Regions from separate parts of the Sus scrofa genome. Here region 1 is linked to region 2. The links are chromatin contacts, called in public Hi-C maps. All regions are on one chromosome and are shown on one strand. The core of a region is the stretch at or near the end of the contact, and the rest is flanking DNA. Distances in the headings are between cores, read along the strand shown. Region 1 overlaps CAGE1 (cancer-associated gene 1 protein). Region 2 has its middle 31 kb from the start of SSR1.

Region 1 (5,830 bases), core at 2,405-4,904, 49 kb after region 2:
ATTCAAGTTTAGTTTAAACTAGCAATTGCTGAGCATCTGCAACATGCCAGGCCATCAGGCCAGTTCTTTCGCATGACGGAGAAAATCAGAGTTAAGCTATCACTTTGCAAATAATAGTTTAAATCTGCTAAAGGCTTTTGACTTTCAAAACACAGTCGTATTTGCAAATGATATGAGGAACAAACATGACTCATGACATAATCAAATCGCAACTTTCACGTCTGCTTTCTATTTCTACTTTAGACTTGTTTTTCCTTAATCTTTTTAGGGCCGCACCCACTGCATATGGAGGTTCCCAGGCCAGAGGCTGAATCGGAGCTGTAGCTGCCGGCCTACACCACAGCCACAGCAATGCCAGATTTGAGCCACATCTGCGACCTACACCACAGGTCGCGGCAATGCTGGATCCTTAACCCACTGAGCGAGGCTGCGGATTGAACCTGCAACCGCATGGATGCTAGTTGGGTCCTTGCTGCTGAGCCACAATGGGAACTCCCTAGGCTTTTTTGACACGGGGGCGCTTTACCCCCTTGCCCTTGGCTGAATGTGCAGCAGACCAGGTGAATTTTTTGTTCTTTCTAAGGTAACAATCAGCCCTCGCTGTGAAGCATAAGCACAAGTTAGTTCAGAAGCACAGTGCCCAGTCTTTTTTTTTTTTTTTTTTTTTGCCTTGTCTTTTTGCCTTTTCTGGGGCCACTCCCGCAGCATGTGGAGATTCCCAGGCTAGGGGTCGAATCAGAGCTGTAGCCGCAGGCTTAAACCACAGCTCATAGCAACTTGGGATCCTTAACTCACTGAGCAAGGCCAGGGATCGAACCTACAATCTCATGGTTCCCAGTCAGATTCATTCCCTCTGTGCCAAGATGGGAACTCCCCCCAGTCTTAAGTATTAACTGATCCTTGACCTTCATTCAAGAGTAGAACTTGGAGTTCCCACGTTATGGGGCACATAACGTCCCTCCACTTGCCCGCTGGAGAGCGGCGTTTAGTTCCGACCCAGTACTCCCAGCAACGAGGACACCTCCATTGTCAACAGTGCCAAGGGTTAAAACCATCTTCCCCGGACGGAGGCAAAAGTCCCCTCCTGGAGTTCCTGTTGTGGCACAGTGGAAACGAATCCTACTAGGAACCATGAGGCTGCGGGTTTGATCCCTGGCCTCGATCAGTGGGTTAAGGATCCAGCGTTGCTGTGAGCTGCGGTGTAGGTCGCAGACCCGGCTCGGATCCCATGTTGGCTGTGGCTGTGGTGTAGGCTGGCAGCTGTAGCTCCGATTAGACCGCTAGCTTGGGAACCTCCATATGCTGCAGGTACGGGCCTAAAAAGCAAAAAGAAAATGAGATAAAATAAAATAAAACAATATAAAGAGTAGAACTTCTTCCTCTCCCTGAGCTAAGGTTTGCAGATGGTGGACACTACCTGCCGGTGAAGGTCAATTTCTCTTTGCAGGAGGAAGGAGAAGTAAGGTGCTAAGACATTTTTGCTTGGCTGGGTGGCTCCAGAGTCTCTGGGCGTGGCTGATTCTTTCTTTCTGGAGCTTGCCACCGCTAGGGACCTCTGCCCTCTGTTCCCCTGGCCCAGGCTGATGCGTGCCTCTTCTGTGATTACTTGAGTTTGCTTCAGCAGCCCCTAAGAATGTGATTACTTGAGTTTGCTTCAGCAGCCCCTTCTTGCTGCTGGCATCCTCCAGGCTGCCTTGAGCAGAGTCCAAGATAACTCAAACCTCACCTGCATGGTTCTTAAGAAACTGTCACATACATTCTTTGTCGGGATGACAAGCTCAGGGAGAGCAGCTGCCTCCCCCACCCCCAACTCAGCCCTCTGTCATAGCTTGCTTTAGTTTTCTCAGTTACCGTTTCTGTTTCCCAACTTTTTTTTGCTTCTCTTTTCTTTTTTTTTTTTTTTTTTTTAGGGCTGCACCCAAGGCACATGGAGGTTCTGAGTCTAGGGGTCTAATCAGAGCTGTAGCCACTGGCCTAAGCCACAGCCACAGCAACACAGGATCCGAGCCACATCTGCGATCTACACCATAGCGCATGGCAACGCCAGATCCTTAACCCACTGAGCGAGGCCAGGGATGGAACCTGCAACCTCATGGTTCCTAGTCAGATTCACTTCCGATGTGGCACGGCGGGAACTTCTAAAATGTGTTTCTTAAAAGTTGGAAAACAGGGAATTTCCTTTGTGGCGCAGTGGAAACGAATCCAACTAGGAACCATAAGGTTTCAGGTTTGATCCCTGGCCTCGCTCAGTGGGTTAAGGATCTGACATTGCCGTGTGCTGTGGTGTAGGTCGCAGACACAGCTTGGATTTGGCTGTGGTGTAGGCTGGCAGCTATAGCTCCGATTCAACCCCTAGTCTGGGAACCTCCACATACCACAGGGTATGGCCCTAAAAAAAGCAAAAAAGAAAGAAAGAAAGAAAGAAAAAGAAACACATTTTAAAACTCTTTACTTGACCTCCCACAGACCCCCTCCTAAGGCTTTAGGTCAAAGATGTAGGATTACTTGGAGGTGATGGGAGCTCGCCACATGACAGGGTCAAAGAAGTCTCTTCTGCAATCTCCCCCCACTCCAAACATTTTATATACTGGATGTGGTCAAGGGTCAAGGGCTATGAGCCATGGAACGTGTTCTTTGAAATTTCCCTCAGAACTTCGGCACATCAGGCAAACTCACCCTCGTTTGGGGAACTGGTAAATGTTTAATTAGCATCTTAGGAGCTGGGCCAGGAAGAGGCCCATATTAACACCCTTATGGTCTTCATCAGCCCCAGAAGGTCTGGGCATATAAACCTTAGAGCATCAAACACCAAGAGTCCAAAGTCTAAACCAAAAGATTACAAGATTTCACATTAGTGTAGGGAAATCTGGTCATAAAATCTGGTCTGCTATATATTTACAGCAGGGCAAGCTGTTTTATGGTAGATAAAAATCTTAGCTCATAATCTTTATGGCATTTTTCTTAGAAATGATCCTAAGTCCCATGAAGGCAGAGAACCAGGCTTTGCAATTCAGGTCCTACCAAAAACATTTATCAAGCAATTATTTTATACCAGGCAAAATATCAGGCACTTTCATATAACTGAGCTGGTTTATCTTACAATTGAGATAAGAAAAAAAGTAGCTTTAAAGAATGTATCATTTATTATTATGCATATATTCTAAAGTTAATGACATTATTCTTTAGAAAAAGAAAGAACTGACCTTGGTTTTCTGGCTCGCTCTCTGGGCCTTCTAATTAAATCTTCCAAATGTTTATTTCTCTCTTCTAAACTGAAAGAAGAAACTAATGAATTTTGTGGCTAAAATTGACTTTTCTACACGAACATCTTGGTAGCTTCTTGGAAGATCTGAGCAGACAAATCTGATGGGGTCCAGCTTTCTGCACATCATCTGCCCATCTCATTCCACAGGAATCTGAATTCTGAAGCATTTGGGGCCCATGGAATAATTCAGGGTAATTTCTCTGTCTCAAGATCCTCAATCCAATCACACCTGCAGAGTCTCTCGTTGTCATGTAAAGGAAACTTTCACAGGTGCTGGCTTTGGACATCTTTGGGGGCCGTTACTTGGCCTTCGATAGAAGGCAAACGGACCCGCAGAGGATAGGACATTCTAGTGCAGGGGTCACAACCTCAAACGTCTGTGGGAGGGCCAGGCAAGCACGTGACAGGACTGAGCCAGTATCTGGGGACCTGGGGAAACCAGAGAGCATCTGCTGCCTAAAGGAAGGAGTTGCTCTTCAGCTCCTGCCAGACTTTGCCATGTGGGAATGCCGTGGCAAGAATGGCAGATCTTATTTTCAAAGAGGAGACGGAAATCTCAATTCTCACAGAAAAATCATTCCTTTAAATTTCTGGCAATAATTCAAAAACCTTTTAAACATCCTGTGGACCTAACAAAGCCGATCTGCCTCAGGTATGACTCGTAGGCTGTCATTTTTGACAGCTCTGCCTTACTGTCCAGAGATGATCAGCCTTTGTTTTCAAAGGTTAAAGAGAAGTTGTCCAACCCTGGAAGAGATGACAACTGCTTAATTAGGGCCCTTTGAGTCTATCACGTCTTATGCTCAGCGAAATGGCATGGAATCAACCTTCTGTATTCCTGAGGTTGAGAAGGAAGGCCTAAATATTGGAGGATGAAGATACCCAAGAAGAGAAAATGACAAGTTTCTGCAAGTGCGCGACAAAGCACCGGTGAGTACACTTACACACCTCATCCCTGGGCTCAGCCTAGATGAGAGGCGGCCGGCTTCACTGCGGAGGAGGCGGTGTCCTCCCTGGGAGACCCCGACAGCCCAGGCGGGGAGCCAGGCAAGCGGAGCAGCACCCCCTCGTGGGCGGAGGTGCTCACTGCTCCAGGCCGGGGAGAGGACATGGGACTTAGACCTGCAGAGTCTGTGTGGGCACTCCGGTTTTATTTTTGCCTTTAAAACATCTTTATTAAGGCGGAGTTCCCGTTGTGGCGCAGTGGTTAACGAATCCGACTAGGAACCATGAGGTTGCGGGTTCGGTCCCTGCCCTTGCTCAGTGGGTTAACGATCCGGTGTTGCCGTGAGCTGTGGTGTAGGTCGCAGATGCGGCTCGGATCCTGCGTTGCTGTGGCTCTGGAGTAGGCTGGCAGCTACAGCTCCGATTCGACCCCTAGCCTGGGAACCTCCACATGCCTCGGGAGCGGCCCAAGAAATGGCAAAAGGACAAAAACAAAAAACAAAACAAAACAAAAACATCTTTATTAAGGTGTAATTTATATACAGTACACTGTACATATTTAAAGTCTACAATTTGACGCTCTGGCACACGTTATGCCAGGGCGGCCATTGTCACGACGAATCAAACGAGCGTACCCGCACCCTAGAATGCTTCCAAAGGGCCTCGGTCATCCCTCCTTCCCTCTTTGCCCACGACCCCAGCAACCACTCATGTGCTTTCTCTGTTGATCAGGTGGCAGTACCCAGAATTGCGCGTCACGGAATCTTACAATCAGCCTAATTACTTTGAGATTCATCCATGCTGTTGTCGGTACCAAGAGTTCATTTATTTTTTTGTTCTGATCACTTATTAGGATATGTCTGGTGGGGTTTTTTGCCTTCAAATTTTAATTTTTTTTTAAAGTACAGTTGATTTACAATGCGGTGTCTATTTCTGCTGTACAGAAAAGTGACCCAGTCATACATATGTATTTTTTCTATTATCCTCTGTCATGTTCTATCCCAAGAGATAGGACACGGTGCCCTGTGCTGTACAGTAGGCCCTGGCTGCCCATCCATTCTAGTATTTTTATTGCTGTACAGTATTGCCCCATGTGGCTATACCATCTTCTGTCCATCACTTCACCAGCGGAGTTGTTTCCAGTTTGGAGCTATTACACATAAAGCCAGCCTGAACACCCACTTTGTATAAACACGTGCTTTCTTTCCTCGTGGATCAGTACACAGGCGTGGGTTGGCTGAATTACACGTTGTGTACATTTAACTTTTAAAGAAGCCACCAAACTGTTTGTCAAGTGATTGTGCCATTTTTCATTCCCGCCAGGAGGGTGTGAGGGTTTCAGCTGCTCTGCATCCTTCCCCACACTTGATAGGGCCAGGCTAATGCTAATAGGTTTGCAGGGGTACTCACTGGGGTTTTCATTTGCCTCAATATTGAATACGTTTTCCTGTGCTTACGTGTCATCCATGTGTCTTTTTGGTGAAGTGTCCAAATCTTTGCCCTTTTTTTTTTTTTTTTTTTAGTCAAATCTTTGCTCTTTGTTTTTGAATTCTGTGAGTCATATATACTCTGGACAAAAGTTCATTATCAGATATGTGACTCATAAATACATTCTTTCAG
Region 2 (5,104 bases), core at 1,542-4,041:
CCTGTCACAGAGCCCGAGACCTGGGGTGGCCCCGTCATGAGGACGCCGCCCCTGCCCAAACCTGGGTATCGTGACCATCAGGTCCTCAGCCCAGAAGGGCCAGCGGGGCTCCTCTTCCCTGGCGGGAATCTTCCAAAGCCCAGCTGCTCTCCTCCTCGGGGTCACCCGTGTCCCCACAGCGGCATCACCCCCTACCCTCGGAGCTTGTCAGCAGAGCAAATGCCGTGCCCTGAGGTGTCACTCAGCTGAGGACTGACCCTGCCGCCCCCCACCTGAAAATCAGCCCTGTCACCTCCCCCCAACCTTGAGCGAGTCTCAAACTCCGAATCCACTGGGAAAGTTTGCTTTAAAATGCGGATTCCTGAGAGTTCCCGTTGTGGCTCAGCAATAATAAACCAATTGGTATCCATGAGGATGTGGGTTCCATCCCTGGCCTCGCTCAGTGGGCTAAGGATCCGGCGTTGCCGTGAGCTGTGGTCTAGGTCGCAGTCTCAGCTCGGATCCTGCGTGGCTGTGGCTCCGATTCAACCTCTAGCCTGGGTCCTTATATCACAGGTGCGGCTCTAAAAAAACTCCTGGGGTCTCCCTGAGACTGTGCTTAGTGTGGGCTTCTCAGGCCACATTTGAGATGCGTGAGTGTCTGCGTGTGTGCCGTGTCCTCTCCCAGCGGGACCGCTTCCTGCTGTCACCTCTGCTCCTCAGCTGCTGCCCCTTCCCTGCCCCGTGTCCCCGCGCCTCTCCCTCCTGCTCTGCACCTGCAGACTCAGCCGGGAGCACCCCCATCCCTGGCCTGTTCCTGCTGCAGCATCACAGTTACGGGCCGCTTTGGAGCCGGGCTGGCCCTGTGCCCCCGCCTGGCTCTCAGCGGGAGACGCCCACATGCTGGCAGCCCATTCGGGGCCATTTATTTGAGTGCCGTTCAGCTGCATCCATGTCAGCGTGATGGGAGCTCTGGGAGCCCGTGCGCCCCACACAGAAGCAGCCTCCCTGGGGAGGCCCGGCCCCGGGCCGGCTCACAGGCAACCTCACTCCGCTCGGCGCGCAGCCCTCCGCCGCCGCCAGCCGCCCCCCGCTCGGCTGCCCACCCGCCCGGGCCCCTGGTCCTCCCCTGAGATGACGCCGGAAGCTGCTCAGGTGGGGGTCGCAGCCACCACGTCCCGCCCCGTCACCGTCCAAGTGATGGGGGGCCATGTGGATCCCACGGCTCACGCGCCCTCGCCCGCGGGGACCCCGGGCCGTCCTCCCTCGGGCGGAGGAGGACAGCGCCACCCAGACCCGGCGCGCAGCCGCGGCCACTCGGGCCTCGCAGCGGTGGCTTCTCCGTGGTGCCCGCTGAGGGCCGGCGGGGCGTCGGGGCGTCCGGGGCGTCACGGAGAGCAAACGATGCAGGCGGGGGCCGGGTCTCCGGGGGCCGCCGTCCAGCGGCCGCAGGGGGTCTGGTGACATCAGTGCGTCTCCTTCCTCCTGCGCCTGAAACGGCAAAGGGAGAGGGTCAGCGGCTGGGAGGCTGCGCGGCAGCCCGCCCGGGTCCAGGTGTTTTTCCCGACAAAGGACCCAGAGAGTCGCTTGGCTCCCACCCGTCCTCCCACGAGGAAACAAATGGAGCCGTTTCCTGGTGGCCTAGCGGTTCAGGATTCCGCCTTGTCACTGCTGTGGCGCAGGTTCAAGCCCTGGCCCGGGAACTTCGGCCGACCACATCATCCCCCCAAAAAGAAAAAATGTATTGGGATTAAGTCATACTTTCATGCTTTCAGTGAGAATCTGGCATAAAAAGCAATCTTAAAACTCAGCCGCACTCCATGCAGAAAGCAAAAACCACCAAGACTCATCTGGAGAGATTTGGGGGGTTTTGTTTTGTCACTAAATCAGCTCCCGCAGTCTCAGCCATTCTTTCATTCACTCCACAAATATTTATAAAGCACCTACTCAGTGCCAGGCCTGGACTGGGGCAGAGGGTGGGGCAGGATGGCCTGGGTTCTGTCAGGGCAACGCCCTGGGCATGATGGGGACAGGGCCTGCGGGTAGAGGGCCTCAGCAGTCTTCCTTGGAAGAGGAGACAGGAGAGCTACCTAAGGCCCCGCCTCTGAAACACTGTCACTATCAGCGTCACAATGACAGACAAACCTCCGGACCGACTTTGGTGCTGATCCCACGGAAAAGGCACGTCTGGGTGGCATCACAAGGGTGCTGCTCACGAGCTCCGCTGGGACAGGGCAGAGCCAGTGGCCTGTGCCCCTGAAACACGCGGTGTCCCCAAACACTGAGGGAAGCATCGGGGACACGAGGGGGTACAATGCGTGAAGCTGGACTCGCTCACGAACCCGGCAGGTGGCCGAGGGGCACTGGACGCTGGCGAAGGCTGACGGGACCCGTGGGTGGGAAACCCCTGCATCTGTGTTGCATGTCCTGGTCCCCGGGATCTGGTCACCCGAGAGCATGGGTGTGTCCCTGGGAGATGAGCGCAGGTGCGCTCGCTCCGGGCGTGATGTCGGACGGGTCAGGGAGAACGCGTGTGTCAGTGCACGTCTGCGTGCGACCAGACGTGAGCAGTCAGTGATCGGAGGAGGGTGGAGGCCATAGGGAATTTCTCTCGGTATTTTGCAGTTTCTCTCTAAGTTCAAAATTATGTCAGAGTTAGAGGTCGTCCCCTAACCAGGTGCTGGGCCCGCAGGGGTGGGCGGGGAGGGCGAGGGACGGGCAGCTGGGGGCGGGCAGCAAGGGTGGGTCTGAAGGTCGCACAGAAGCAAACGGGAGAGGTTTGGGTCGTTGCCCCGCAGGCTGTGAGGAGGGCCACAGGGTCAGGCCATTGCCCGAGAGTCACGGTGGCGGCTCATGGCTGGGGCGGAGGGACTGGACTGGCAGGGGCCACCACGTGCGTGGGCGCCACATTTGTCCCCTGCTCACTGACACAGGGAAGCCGTCGGCTCAGGATGGGGGCTGGGGCAGGGCCGTGTGACAGGCAGGGACAGGGGAGAGCTGGGTTAGAACTGTTAGGGGACCTGTTAGGAGGTGAGATCTCGTCAGAAGGGAGTTTCCTGGGGAGGTGACACCGAGACGGGACCTCCTGAAGGGAAGCGGCTCAGGGACGTTGAGGTGGCTCTGGGGCATCAGGGTTTGGCTGTGGGGGCCTGAGCCCCCTGGGGTGGCCCGGGTGCCACGGCGGAGCCTGTGACCGCCCCGTCTCTTACTGGCTGGGTGACACTGCGCCTCGAATTCCTCAGCTGTAACTCGGTGACGTGAGCTGGTCCCTCAGGCAGGGCCGGTGCCCCGCGCACTGAGAAGGGACACGAGGGAAGCGCTCCGAGGAGCCCTGGCTCGCGGGAAGCGCTCGAGAGGGTCCCCCCCCCCCCGCCCCTGCCCCCCTTGGACTTGGCCTCGCAGGGGTCCAAGCGGCAGGCGGCCACGGCAAGGGCGAGGGCGGCAGCCCCCCTCGGGGGCGGCTTTGCAGGAGGGTGGCGGCGCTCCCTCCAACGCCGCTTCCGGGCAGCCCCCCAGGATGCTCCCCGCGGCCGCCGCCACCTCACGGCCGGGCCGTGGGCAGACGCCGACGGAGCCCCAAGTAGCTGCCGAAGCCGCGGCCTCTGGGGGAGGGACGCACGGCAGCCGCTTTCATCCTTTCTCTCGAGTGATCGTTTTGGACCCTTTCACTTCGCTATGAAATACAATATGCTCGGGTTCAAGCGGGCAGGCAACTCCCATCATCAGAATAAAAGCACTCTTTCCTTGGGGGACCATTTATGGGACTATTTTATCCAAAAAAAAATCCACGTATCCACGTAGGTGGGGGTGGTACTTTTACTTTTTTCTGAGCCCGGGTAGAAGAGGTTTCTCTAGGGCCGCACCCACAGCATATGGAGGCTCCCGGGCGAGGGGACCACGCGGAGCTGTCGCCGCGGCCACCGCCACCGCCACCGCCACGCGGGATCCGAGCCGCGCCTGCGACCTCCGCCGCGGCTCGTGGCACAGGACGGTTTTTGACAAAGGAAGGAGCGAGAGCTCTTCGCGTGCACAGAGGCCTGTTGGGCGGGAGGGAAGGCGGCCTTTTCTCTGGGATGGTCTGCTGAGCAGCGCTGGCCACAGACCACAAGACTGGGGTTCAAGCAGGAGGTGTCCACTAGCCGGGCTGTCCCAAGGCGAGCCCAGCCATCCGGCCAGTGGGTAGAAAGGGCTTCAGAGTCTTTCCAGCTCATTGTTAGATGAGGTTCGGTCACTTACCGAAGATAAACAACTGAAAGGGCCTCGCCTTTAGACAGACTTTGGCAGTGGGGGGGGGGGAGGCTGCCGACGGGTTTCAGTCGGCTGACAAGTGGACACAGCTTATGAGACGAGGCAAAGAACCTGCTTAGTCGTGCGGATGAGGCTACTCTGGGCCAGGCGCTTGAATCAGCTATTTTTCTTCTTCTCCTCACATGCAGTATCTTTAAAAATTCCACCAAACACTTGGCCTATATAGTGAGGGCTTTATAAACATTCATTGAATATTAATACCTCTAGTTACGACTGTCCACGGTTTAGAGAAGAAACAGGCTGAGGCCAACTATGTGGCCCGGGTGAGAGTACCCAGGCACTGAGTGGGCGAGTCTGGGGTCAGCGGATTTTGAATCACCAAGCGTGGTTCAGACAGGGGCTGCGACCCATCCTACTCGCTTAGGTGCCTGAGCGAAGTACCAGTTCATCCAAGGTAAACGTGTGTGTGTGTGGACGTGATGGAGGCAAAGCAGAGGGGCAGACGAGACGGCCCCAGAGGGCGCATTGAGTGTGGCCGGCCAGCTCTCCCAGTGACCAGCTCCTTCTACCGACATAGCAGTCCAACAACCTCATCAGACCATTCCTTGACGTCCCAGCAAAAAACAATCTGCTGTTGTTTGGCGGGGGGGGGGGGGGGGGAGCATGGGACGTACAGGCTGGTGGGCCGCACTGGCTGGAGGTGGTGGTTTGCTTTAGGAGAGAACAGCTCACAGTCCCAAGCCCCACCTCTGTGGCAATGCCCGGGGAACACACCATGACTGCTGTACCTCCTGTGAACAGCAGAGGGCAGCAAAACAACCCTGCAGACAGGTTTCAAGGGGGCCTGGGATTCTAATCGTTGTGCTTAAAATATTCC

What was found. A called contact is a pair of places that touch in the nucleus more often than the background predicts.
Region 1: a contact with region 2 is called in a Hi-C map of fetal liver, with 2.0 times the contacts expected there. The contact joins two enhancer-like sites. A contact is called at or near these places in 1 of 5 promoter capture datasets (liver), 7 of 47 Hi-C or Micro-C datasets (blood, fetal liver, liver and 1 more) and 1 of 2 datasets of contacts at active chromatin or transcription factors (alveolar macrophages).

What each region holds. Positions count from the first base shown.
Region 1 is chr7:4,699,862-4,705,691 of Sscrofa11.1, forward strand. CAGE1 (cancer-associated gene 1 protein) reads right to left here. Exons shown (of 13, transcript XM_021100145.1): 10 at 3,204-3,272. Among named protein-coding and RNA genes, the nearest start is that of SSR1, 17 kb to the left of the region's middle. Within about 2 kb of position 3,655, at least 4 of the 83 cell types and tissues checked have an H3K27ac peak or open chromatin away from gene starts, as enhancers often do. A contact at or near this core is called in fetal liver, where this site is marked.
Region 2 is chr7:4,652,035-4,657,138 of Sscrofa11.1, forward strand. No RefSeq gene overlaps it. Among named protein-coding and RNA genes, the nearest start is that of SSR1, 31 kb to the right of the region's middle. Within about 2 kb of position 2,792, at least 3 of the 83 cell types and tissues checked have an H3K27ac peak or open chromatin away from gene starts, as enhancers often do. A contact at or near this core is called in fetal liver, where this site is marked.